Regions from separate parts of the Mus musculus genome. Here region 1 is linked to region 2. The links are chromatin contacts, called in public HiChIP or PLAC-seq maps. All regions are on one chromosome and are shown on one strand. The core of a region is the stretch at or near the end of the contact, and the rest is flanking DNA. Distances in the headings are between cores, read along the strand shown. Region 1 holds the start of Nfu1 (NFU1 iron-sulfur cluster scaffold). Region 2 has its middle 22 kb from the start of Anxa4.

The links. HiChIP or PLAC-seq counts read pairs in DNA pulled down with a chosen protein or histone mark.
Region 1: a contact with region 2 is called in an H3K4me3 HiChIP or PLAC-seq map of embryonic stem cells, with 4 times the contacts expected there. The contact joins the promoter of Nfu1 here to the enhancer-like site in region 2. A contact is called at or near these places in 12 of 39 promoter capture datasets (the 3T3-L1 cell line, 3T3-L1-derived adipocytes, the C10 cell line and 7 more), 2 of 15 datasets of contacts at CTCF or cohesin (large pre-B cells and pro-B cells), 87 of 484 Hi-C or Micro-C datasets (the 63-12 cell line, the AML12 cell line, the AtT-20 cell line and 54 more), 31 of 115 datasets of contacts at active chromatin or transcription factors (the 230-238 cell line, the HPC-7 cell line, the NIH/3T3 cell line and 20 more) and 3 of 9 other capture datasets (adipose tissue, liver and pancreatic islet).

The regions. Positions count from the first base shown.
Region 1 is chr6:87,007,669-87,011,877 of GRCm38.p6, reverse strand. It overlaps Nfu1 (NFU1 iron-sulfur cluster scaffold), which reads right to left and starts at 2,042. Exons shown (of 8, transcript NM_020045.3): 1 at 1,919-2,042. The coding sequence starts at 1,977.
Region 2 is chr6:86,813,020-86,817,619 of GRCm38.p6, reverse strand. No RefSeq gene overlaps it. Among named protein-coding and RNA genes, the nearest start is that of Anxa4, 22 kb to the right of the region's middle. Within about 2 kb of position 2,514, at least 56 of the 459 cell types and tissues checked have an H3K27ac peak or open chromatin away from gene starts, as enhancers often do. A contact at or near this core is called in cerebellum, cerebral cortex, embryonic stem cells and 3 more, where this site is marked.

The DNA.
Region 1 (4,209 bases), core at 793-3,292, 190 kb before region 2:
CGAGTTCTGCGTTTAGACATAGTTTCTATCCCCATGGTATCTCATGAAGTACAGATGTCCCAAAATTTAAAGTCAGAAACGCCACTGAAATAGTTAGGATAAAGGACACCCGCTTCATCCCAACGATTCAAAGTCTAAAGTCTAATAGAACACATGCAATTGCCAAGAGCAGCCATCATTCTTTATACTTGCTGGGGAGGGAGCATTAGCCAGGCGTCGGACCTTCACTTCACTCTGATAGAGGAGCACTGACTGGCTATTCTCAAACCTTCATCCAATTAAAAAGGAATGGAGCTCGGAAAGTAACTCCGGCTAGAAAGGGAAATTATCTGAAAAGACTTGACTTGAGTTCCCCCCCTTTTTTTTTGTTTTTTTCTTTTTTTAATTTTGAGACTGGGTATCACTGTGTAGACCAGACTGGCCTTGAACACAGAGATCCACCTGCCTTAAGTGAATACTTAAAATTGTCCTCCAAGACCCTTTGTAGGAGCAAAACAGTCCAAGAGTAAAAACATCATGCCCCGGAGACCAGAACAGAGTAAAAACATCGGAGACCAGAACAGGAGCAAAACCAGCCCCTGAACACAGCTGGGAACTAAGTCACTCCCGGGCACCTTCCCAAAATACAAGACTCAGCTACTGTTCAAATTCCATGTTATAAAAATGCCCATGACAAGCAGGGCGTGGTGGCACACGCCTTTAATCTCAGCACTCGGGAGGCAGAGGCAGGCGGATTACTGAGTTCGAGGCCAGCCTGGTCTACAGAGTGAGTTCCAGGACAGTCAGGGCTACACAGAGAAACCCTGTCTCGAGAATCGAAAAAAAAAAAAATGCCGATGACAGAAATAGCTAATTAAATGTCATACCCAGGAGAAGACCCTTGGCAACCAGAGTCCCCAGTAAGTGTCTTGGATCCTGGGGTTTCCCCCGGCCTGATCTGCTGGATGGTGTACCTGCTTTGGTGCTGTGCCCTCTGGCTGCTTGCTCTCTTATGCTAGGACTATGTGCTGCATCCTTATTAGACGCACTCATTTGAAACAAAAGGCGTGCAGAGCATTGTAGATCACTCTCCCTAAGGAACACCTAGCAATAAGGGCCACACCAGGCCACACAGTGAGCGTTCAGTAAATGGTAGCTGTTATCACTACGTGGTAACTAGTAACTATTCTTTAAGTGAATGGAGTGGATACTCCAGGATTTGGAAACACCCTAATATTCCTTCAACCCTGGGAAAAAGCAGCAAGCGTGGATAAACCAGAAGTATACTCTGGCAGGAAGTTTTGAAGTCTAACCGATCTTGAGTAAAGTAACTGAAGGGGAGTCATCGAAAACAGGTGGGCAGGGGGTAACCCACAAAATCCTTCTGTTAATCTGCTATTTTTATGAGATACATTTAGGAGTTTTAAAACGGGGGTGGTGGGGTGGTGGAGGGTGTCTCATAAATAGTCTAACCTGGCCTTGAACTCCTGGTCTTCCTGCCTTCACCTTTCAAGTATTGGGATGACAGATGATGAGGGATTCTATGCTAGCCTGATGAAATGCATTTGAAACTTCAAGTTGGCATCAGCATTCTGTCAGGCCCCTTTCTATAGTTGTCACACTCGGGTCTGACAGATATCTGAGGGAGTGGCTCTAGAAGAGGAACAGGACGCACTCGCACAAGCCTGGGCGGTGGACTTCCTCGAGTCACTCACTTCTCTCCGAGCCGTGATCTCCCTGGAAAGGGAACGACAGGACACGACACAACCCCGGGACCGCTCTTCCCTTCGGAGCCACATTCCCGTGGGATTTACAAGGGACATCCGTGGAAGGTGGCTGGCCTCGGGCTCTGGAGCCAGGACAAGGGTCCCTCAGACGCCAGCTCCTGCCTGTGAGAAGGCAGCGACAGGGATCTGCTAGCCAGGGAGCCAACACCTACCGCCTGCACAGCCGGACTACACCGACCGCTGCTCCCCATGCCCGCTCGGCCGCCGCCATCACTTCAGTGCCAGTGCGCTTGCGCGGACCCGCCTCCTTCTTGTCTCCAAGTCCTACGCAGACTCAGGCCCTGCAGAGAGGGCGGTCCGGGGACGCCGGTTCCTTACAAGTTGAGGGCGGTGCTGCAGGTGGCCTTTCCGCCCTCCTTTTACTGAAAGTAGATTTTTTTCCCTCACATAATATATCCAGATTACAGTTTCCCTTCCCTCTATTTCCTCCAATTTCCCCACACTTCCCCTCCGAATTCACCCCCTTTCTGTCGCTCATTAGAAAACAAACAGGCTTCTAAGGGAATATATGATATATGATATAACAAAACCTAACACATCAGAATAGGACAAAACAAACAAGGAAAAGAGTTCAAGAAATGCATATAAGTGCAGAGACACACTTGTTCACATATGCAAGAGTCCCGTGAAAATACAAAGCTGGAATGTTGCGGTAAATCTCCAATCCAAATATGCCTCAGCAATGAAAACACAACACAGTTAATATGAATACATATGTGCACCTAGTTTGGACAGATCTACCGCTACACGACCATCTTCCACATCTATGAGACCCCTTAGAGCTTGCAGTTTCTCCAGGCCATGTGCTTCTGCTCCGCTTTTCTTCTTCCTCCTCCTCCTCCGCGTCCTCTCCTTCATCCATTTTCTCCTTCTTCTTTCTCCACCTTCCATTCCACCTTCCCTTTTATCTGCCCAATCATCAGCTCTCCTTTATTTTACAAATTAAGGTGGGAAGCAGGTTTACAGGAAATCACCTGAGCGCTGACTCATTCCTTGTTCAAAACCACACACAGGAAAACGGAATTAACATAAAATATAATTAGCCCCAGGGCTATCGACAACACTGGAAGCCATAATATATATGAAAAGGGACCTACAGGGCAAAGCGGGGAGGGAGGGATGAAGAAAGGGAAAGAGAGAAAAATTGTAAAATATATGTATACATAAAATAAAAAACAAAAACAATGTAATGTAAACAAAAATGTGTAATTAAATAAATATACAAACCCAAAGTCCTAGCTTAACATTATGTGACCAGGGACCTTCAAAGATGCCAGTGAGCTGGTTCTTTGTTGACCATTCTACAGCTGGACACGTGGCCTACACTTAGGAATAGTTTGTCCTCCACGGCGAGATGGCTCCATGGGTAAGCGCACTGACTGCTCTTCCCAAGGTCCTGAGTTCAATTCCCAGCAACCACGTGGTGGCTCACAACCACCTGTAATGAGATCTGAAGCCCTCTTCTGGTGCATCTGAAGTCAGCTACACTGTACTTATGTAGAATAATAAGTAAACGTTTGGGTCGGAGCAAGCAGGGACTGAGTGAGCAGAGTTGACCGGAACGAGTGGGCCGACCGGATGGAGCAGAGATACTAAAAATTCAATTCTCAGCAACCACATGAAGGCTCACAACCATCTGTACAGCTACAGTGTACTCACATACATAAAATAAATAAATAAAAGGAATAGTTTGTCCCCCACGGTGAGATTCCCATGGAGAAATCTAGATTTTCATTTGCAAGGGGTAATCAACTTGAGATGGCTCAGGAACGGAGACAGATGCCTGCTTCTTCTTTCAGCTCTAGGGCTGACCCCATCTGATGCCAAGCCTGCCTGTTTTCTTGGTGTTCTCCATCTCCTCTGCCTCTTACACCCTTTCAGCTTTGCAGGTTGCCTGAGAGAGTTGATGGAGAGGTCCTACTTAGGGCTGAGTGTTTCAAGGTCTGTCATTCTCTGCATATTGTTTGGCTGTTAGTGGAATGTTTAGAGTCATTTTTATTGCTATATTCTTTTAGTTCAACAGTAGTTCTTGGTTTTACCCTAGGTCCCTGGGCTATCGAGTCTCAGATTCTTAGTTACCTAAGCACTGTTAGGTATGTTCTGGAATGGACCTTCAGTCAAATCAGATATAGGCTGGTTACTCCCACAAGCTTTGTGCCACCATTGCACTAACATATCTCGCAGGCAGGACACCATTGTAGATCAAAGGGTTAGTGGCTGGGTTGGTGCTTACCGTTCTCCTTTGGCAGCATGCAGAGTATCTTCCTGTGTCAAAGATGCTAGCACGTAGGGATGAAGGCTCTAGGCACCAACTTGACTTCTCTATGTTCAGTGAGTTGTGTGGGCATTGTCTTCAGCAATAGGGCCTTCCAAGTTTGTGGAAAGCATTCTATCCTATAGTCTTGGCAACCACCTGGGTTGTTTGTGGGTTCCTGTGGGGCCC
Region 2 (4,600 bases), core at 1,265-3,764:
TGAGCTTATTTTAAATGTTTGCTTCCAGGTCTTGCCATGTAACCCAGGCTTGCCTCAAACTTACAGCAAACTCTTGATCTATTTGTTTCAGATCCTGAGTTCTGGGATTCAAGGTCTGTTTTGCCATGCCCAGGTCAAATTTTTCTAAACTAATAACATATTACTGACACAGCTCATGGGTAAAACAGCTTGTAGTGTTTTATCATGTTAAACTTTCCTATTGTGCCACACAATGACAGCAACATGTCTGTATAAAGACCTGATTACATATAGTCATAGCATCATAGCATAAGTCATAATAGCCCAAAACTGAGAGCAGCTTAAATGTTTATCAGTGGGTGAATGGACAAACAAGTGAAACCTGTCTATAAAATGGGGGACCGCTCAGCAACACAGATGAGTGAGCTCCAGACACAAAAAGATACACCTCAAAGGCTGCTGGACCCCAAGAGCACCTACGACATCATTCCACTCTTGTGGTACTTTATAAAAGGTTTAAGAAAGTGGATGCCTGCCTGGTCTACAAAGTGAGTTCCAGGACAGCCAGGGCTACACAGAGAAACCCTGTCTCAAAAAACGAAGAAGAAGGAGGAGGAGGAGGAGGTAGATGCTGATTCCCAAGTATCAGGAGAGGAGGCAAGAACTTGACTGGAAGAGGTAAGAGGTAACTTCAGATGAAATCAACGTTGAGGGCTGCCGCTAGCTGCAGCTGGCACAGCGCTTGTCCAGAAGGCCCTGGATTCGATCTCCTGCACCAGATAAAACCTGGCATGCTGTGGTATGCCTGCAATCTCAGATGGGAGCCGGAAGGAGGCTCCCTGGGGAAGAATGTTTAGGACTAAGCCTGATGACCTAAATTCAATCTTGGCCCCCACATGGTAGAAGAAGAGAACTGCAAGTTGTCCTCTGACCTCCTCTAGTGTGTGCTAGCACATAAGCTAAATAAAGCCTAATCAAATTGTAGGTGTAGGAAGACTAGAAATGCACGGTTATCTTATCCTCGGCTACACAGCCCGTGCTAAACAAGATCCTGTCTCAAAAGGGTCTCTGTGTTTTACGCCTTGTACACATTTATTGGAATGAAACTTGAGCATTTAAAAGGAGAGCACTTTTAGAATATACGTTAGACCTTGATAATTCTGAGCTTTTAATTTTTGTTTGTTTGTTTGTTTGTTTGAGCCATTCCCCTGAAGGAGAACTTGAGAACAGATTGGAAAAATCAGGAAGAGACACAGGATTTGAGGGGTGTGGGAGATGGTGTCAGGAGCTCTTCTGGTTTGGGAAGTGTTAGGAGGTTGAATTAATTAGCCAAGCAAGGAGAGAGAAGAGAGACAGAAACGGTGCTACTGAAGACAGAAGGATGGGAAGGCGAGAGATGGGAATTGTGACAGGCTCCATTTATTTTTCTCTTTATTCCCTTGTCTTGCCTCTCTTGTTTGTTTGTTGATATCTGGGTATGTTGGTAGAGAACCTTACATACTATATGTACTGTTTAATCTCAGTTGTCAACTTGGTGAGAAACAAAATCACCTGGAAGATGGGCCTCTGAGTGTATCTTGGGGGCATTATCCTTTTTAGGTGAATTGAGGGAAGACCTGGCCACTGTGAGGCTGCCAATCTCTAGCCTGGGATACAGGCTGTCATCACTCTCTGCACCTTAGCCTCCATGGGTGTACAGACCACACAATCTGTCCGGCTCCTGCCCTGTGACTTCCTGAGTGATGGACTGGAGCTGTTAGCTGAAACACGCCCTTTCTCCCTTGTTTTGCCAGGTGCTTATCACAGCAAAGGGAAAATAAGACACTGTATGTGAACAGGCTTCCAAATACTCCACTCAGCAATTGGGCCCTCTCGGACACAGAGTGGGGGAGGGGAGGGGAAAGGAAGGGGAGGGGAAAGAGGAGGGAGAGAGGGGGAGGGGGAGGGGGGAGGGAGCGGGAGAGGGAATTAAGATCCTTGGGAGAGCTGCAACAGGCTTCCACCCAGGTGCACACCACCATTCGATTAGCTGGCTCCACCCACCACGGAACAGGGAGAGCCTGGCGGGTTGGACCCCAGCCCCAGATGTCAGGCTTTGAAAGCTTGCTCTCAGCTTCCACGCTCTGCTGCCGCCTACATTCCTTTCTGAAATTTCCTGTGTAAGTATTATTGTCAGATTCAAAAGAAAAGGGAAGGGATGCAGAGAGGCTCCATCTTGCCATTTCCACGTATTTATAAGTAGAACTTCACCCTGCTTTCTAGTGGGGAACACTTTCAGTGCCACACACCCAGGTCCGTCTCTCACTCCCGTTACTCATTCTCCCTTGGGAAGAAGCCATTCATGTAAGGATATGCCCAGGTCAATGGTTGCTCATTGCTGGCAATGATGATTGATTTCTCTGAGCCTGGGGAAGGGCCCTGAGCTTTCCGTGAGCCCTCCTTCGTGGCATAAACACTGCACCAGAGTGGATTTGAGGCTCCTGACACAGTGGAGCTGTTTGTAAAATTCCTGAAAATGCAGGCCTTCCTTTTCACCATCTGTTCTGTGCAGGCTGTAGCCACAGGACACCCACAGAACACAGCTATAGGGGTCAGCTTCCCGCTGTTCCCAAACCCACATTCCTGAAAGGGAATATTGTATTGGTTACTTTTTTTTTTTTCCAAAGCTGAGACCAAATGTCTCAAGAAGCAACTTAAGAATTGTTAATTTTCTCTTCCTTCTCTTCTACCCCTCCTCCTCTTTCTTTGACAAGATCTCATGTAACACAGGCTGGCCTTGAACTCTTATGACCTATGAACTCCTATGATCTGGGATTCCTGATCCTCCCGCCTCTACCTCCAAAGTCTGGGTTATAGACCAATGAACCAGATTTATAGGACGCTTACTTTGGCTTACAGTTTAAAGGTTGTATAGTCTACCATGACAGGAAGGCTTGGCAACAGAAGTATAAGGCCATTGGTCATGTTGCATCTGGAAGCAGAAGGTGGACAGGAAGTGGGCCTGGACTATCCACTTCCTCCAGCCAGACTCTACCTCCTAAGATTCCACAGAGTTCCAAAACAGCTCCAGCAGCTGGGACTAAGTGTTCAAAACCAGGAGGCTTTGTAAGTCTTCAAGGGCATGGGGGAGTCACTTTACCTTCAAACTATCACAAACACAAAGACCTGGGTGTGTACTTTGCATAGGACCAACAGAAGGGAGTTCTGATGCAGGGACAACCTCACAGCCTGTCTTCCAGGAGAGAACGGGTGGATAGAAATGGTCTGCACCTCTGTCCCACAGCAGTGCCCAGTGGGTAGTGTCTGCCTAGGGTTTTCAAGACAGCAGATCCTGGATATAGATGACATTCCTGGCACACTTTTAGAGGCTCTTCTCTTCACGTTTGGCCACCTCATGGAGCCTGAGTCTTTCTTGTCCCATGGTGGACATGGTGCCCAGTGTGGATACACAAATGGACTGTGTTAGGCATGCCCAGGGCTGGGGTCAGGGTGGACCCACAAATGGGCTATGGTGGGCATGCAGTAGAGAACTGAGCTTCTCTGGAAGGGATTGTCCTGTTGTTAGAAAATGGAAGGGTGCTGTGAGTACCTGAGACCCACACAGGACTTCAGGTCCAAATATAACCACAGCAGAGGACAGCCTAAGACAGGCCATGGGGGCCTCTGAGCAGGAGTGTGACTGAGACTCCAGCCTTCTCCAGCACCGTGGCATATATGATGCAGAGGTCCAGTTTACAATACCACTCTATGATTCTGTTTTTTACTTAGTTTTTGCTAATGACTTCCCTGGAGACCTAACTACTTTTTTCTTCGAAGGAGAACGAGAGAAATCTAGAATAATTTGAGTTATTGAAGCCACCTGTAGTGTGCCCCTTGATGCTCCTGTGTCGTCACCCCTTGAGCCACAGGCTGCATCTGACCTCAGCACCTTGCTCCCTGTGACCCAGGCAGAGCCAGGAATCCAGCTGGACTCCCTTGAACTTGTGCTGCCTGTTGGCAGGGAGTGCAGGGAGACTGCTCACGCTGGGGCTCTTCATTTGTGGCAAATTTGCCTGTGAGGCTGTCAGGGTTCAGCCCGAGCCCAGTCAATAGCCAGGCTCCTGACCCAGAGGGGCTTGAGACACCTGGCCAGATGGTGAGCCTGTCCAGAGTCCAGGTTCAGAACCACAGCAGAGTTTGTCCTGATCTGCTAAGGGCTTTTCTACAGCGCCCCCTGCTGCATGTTGCTATTTGTTTTTACTACATTTTTGAAAAAATTTTAAAAGGATTTGTTTATTTTTCTGTGCATTGATATTTTGCCTGCATGTATGCCTGTGTGCAGGCGACAGGTGTTCTGCAATTGAAGTTACAGACAGTTGTGAGCTGCCGTGTAAGTGCTGAGAATTGAACTTGGGTCCTCAGAAAGAGCAGCCAACGCTTTTAACCACTGAGTCATCTATCTCACCAGTCCCTAATTTTACTGACTTTGTGTCATGGCTCCTCCTCTACGAGGATGATGCAATGACCAAGTGACAAATATCAACAGCTTCTGGGGAGCTTGAGAAAACTGCAGTAAGACATGCATGCTGATTAACACCTATCATGCCATCACTTGGCAAGTAGAGACAGGAGGATCAGAAGT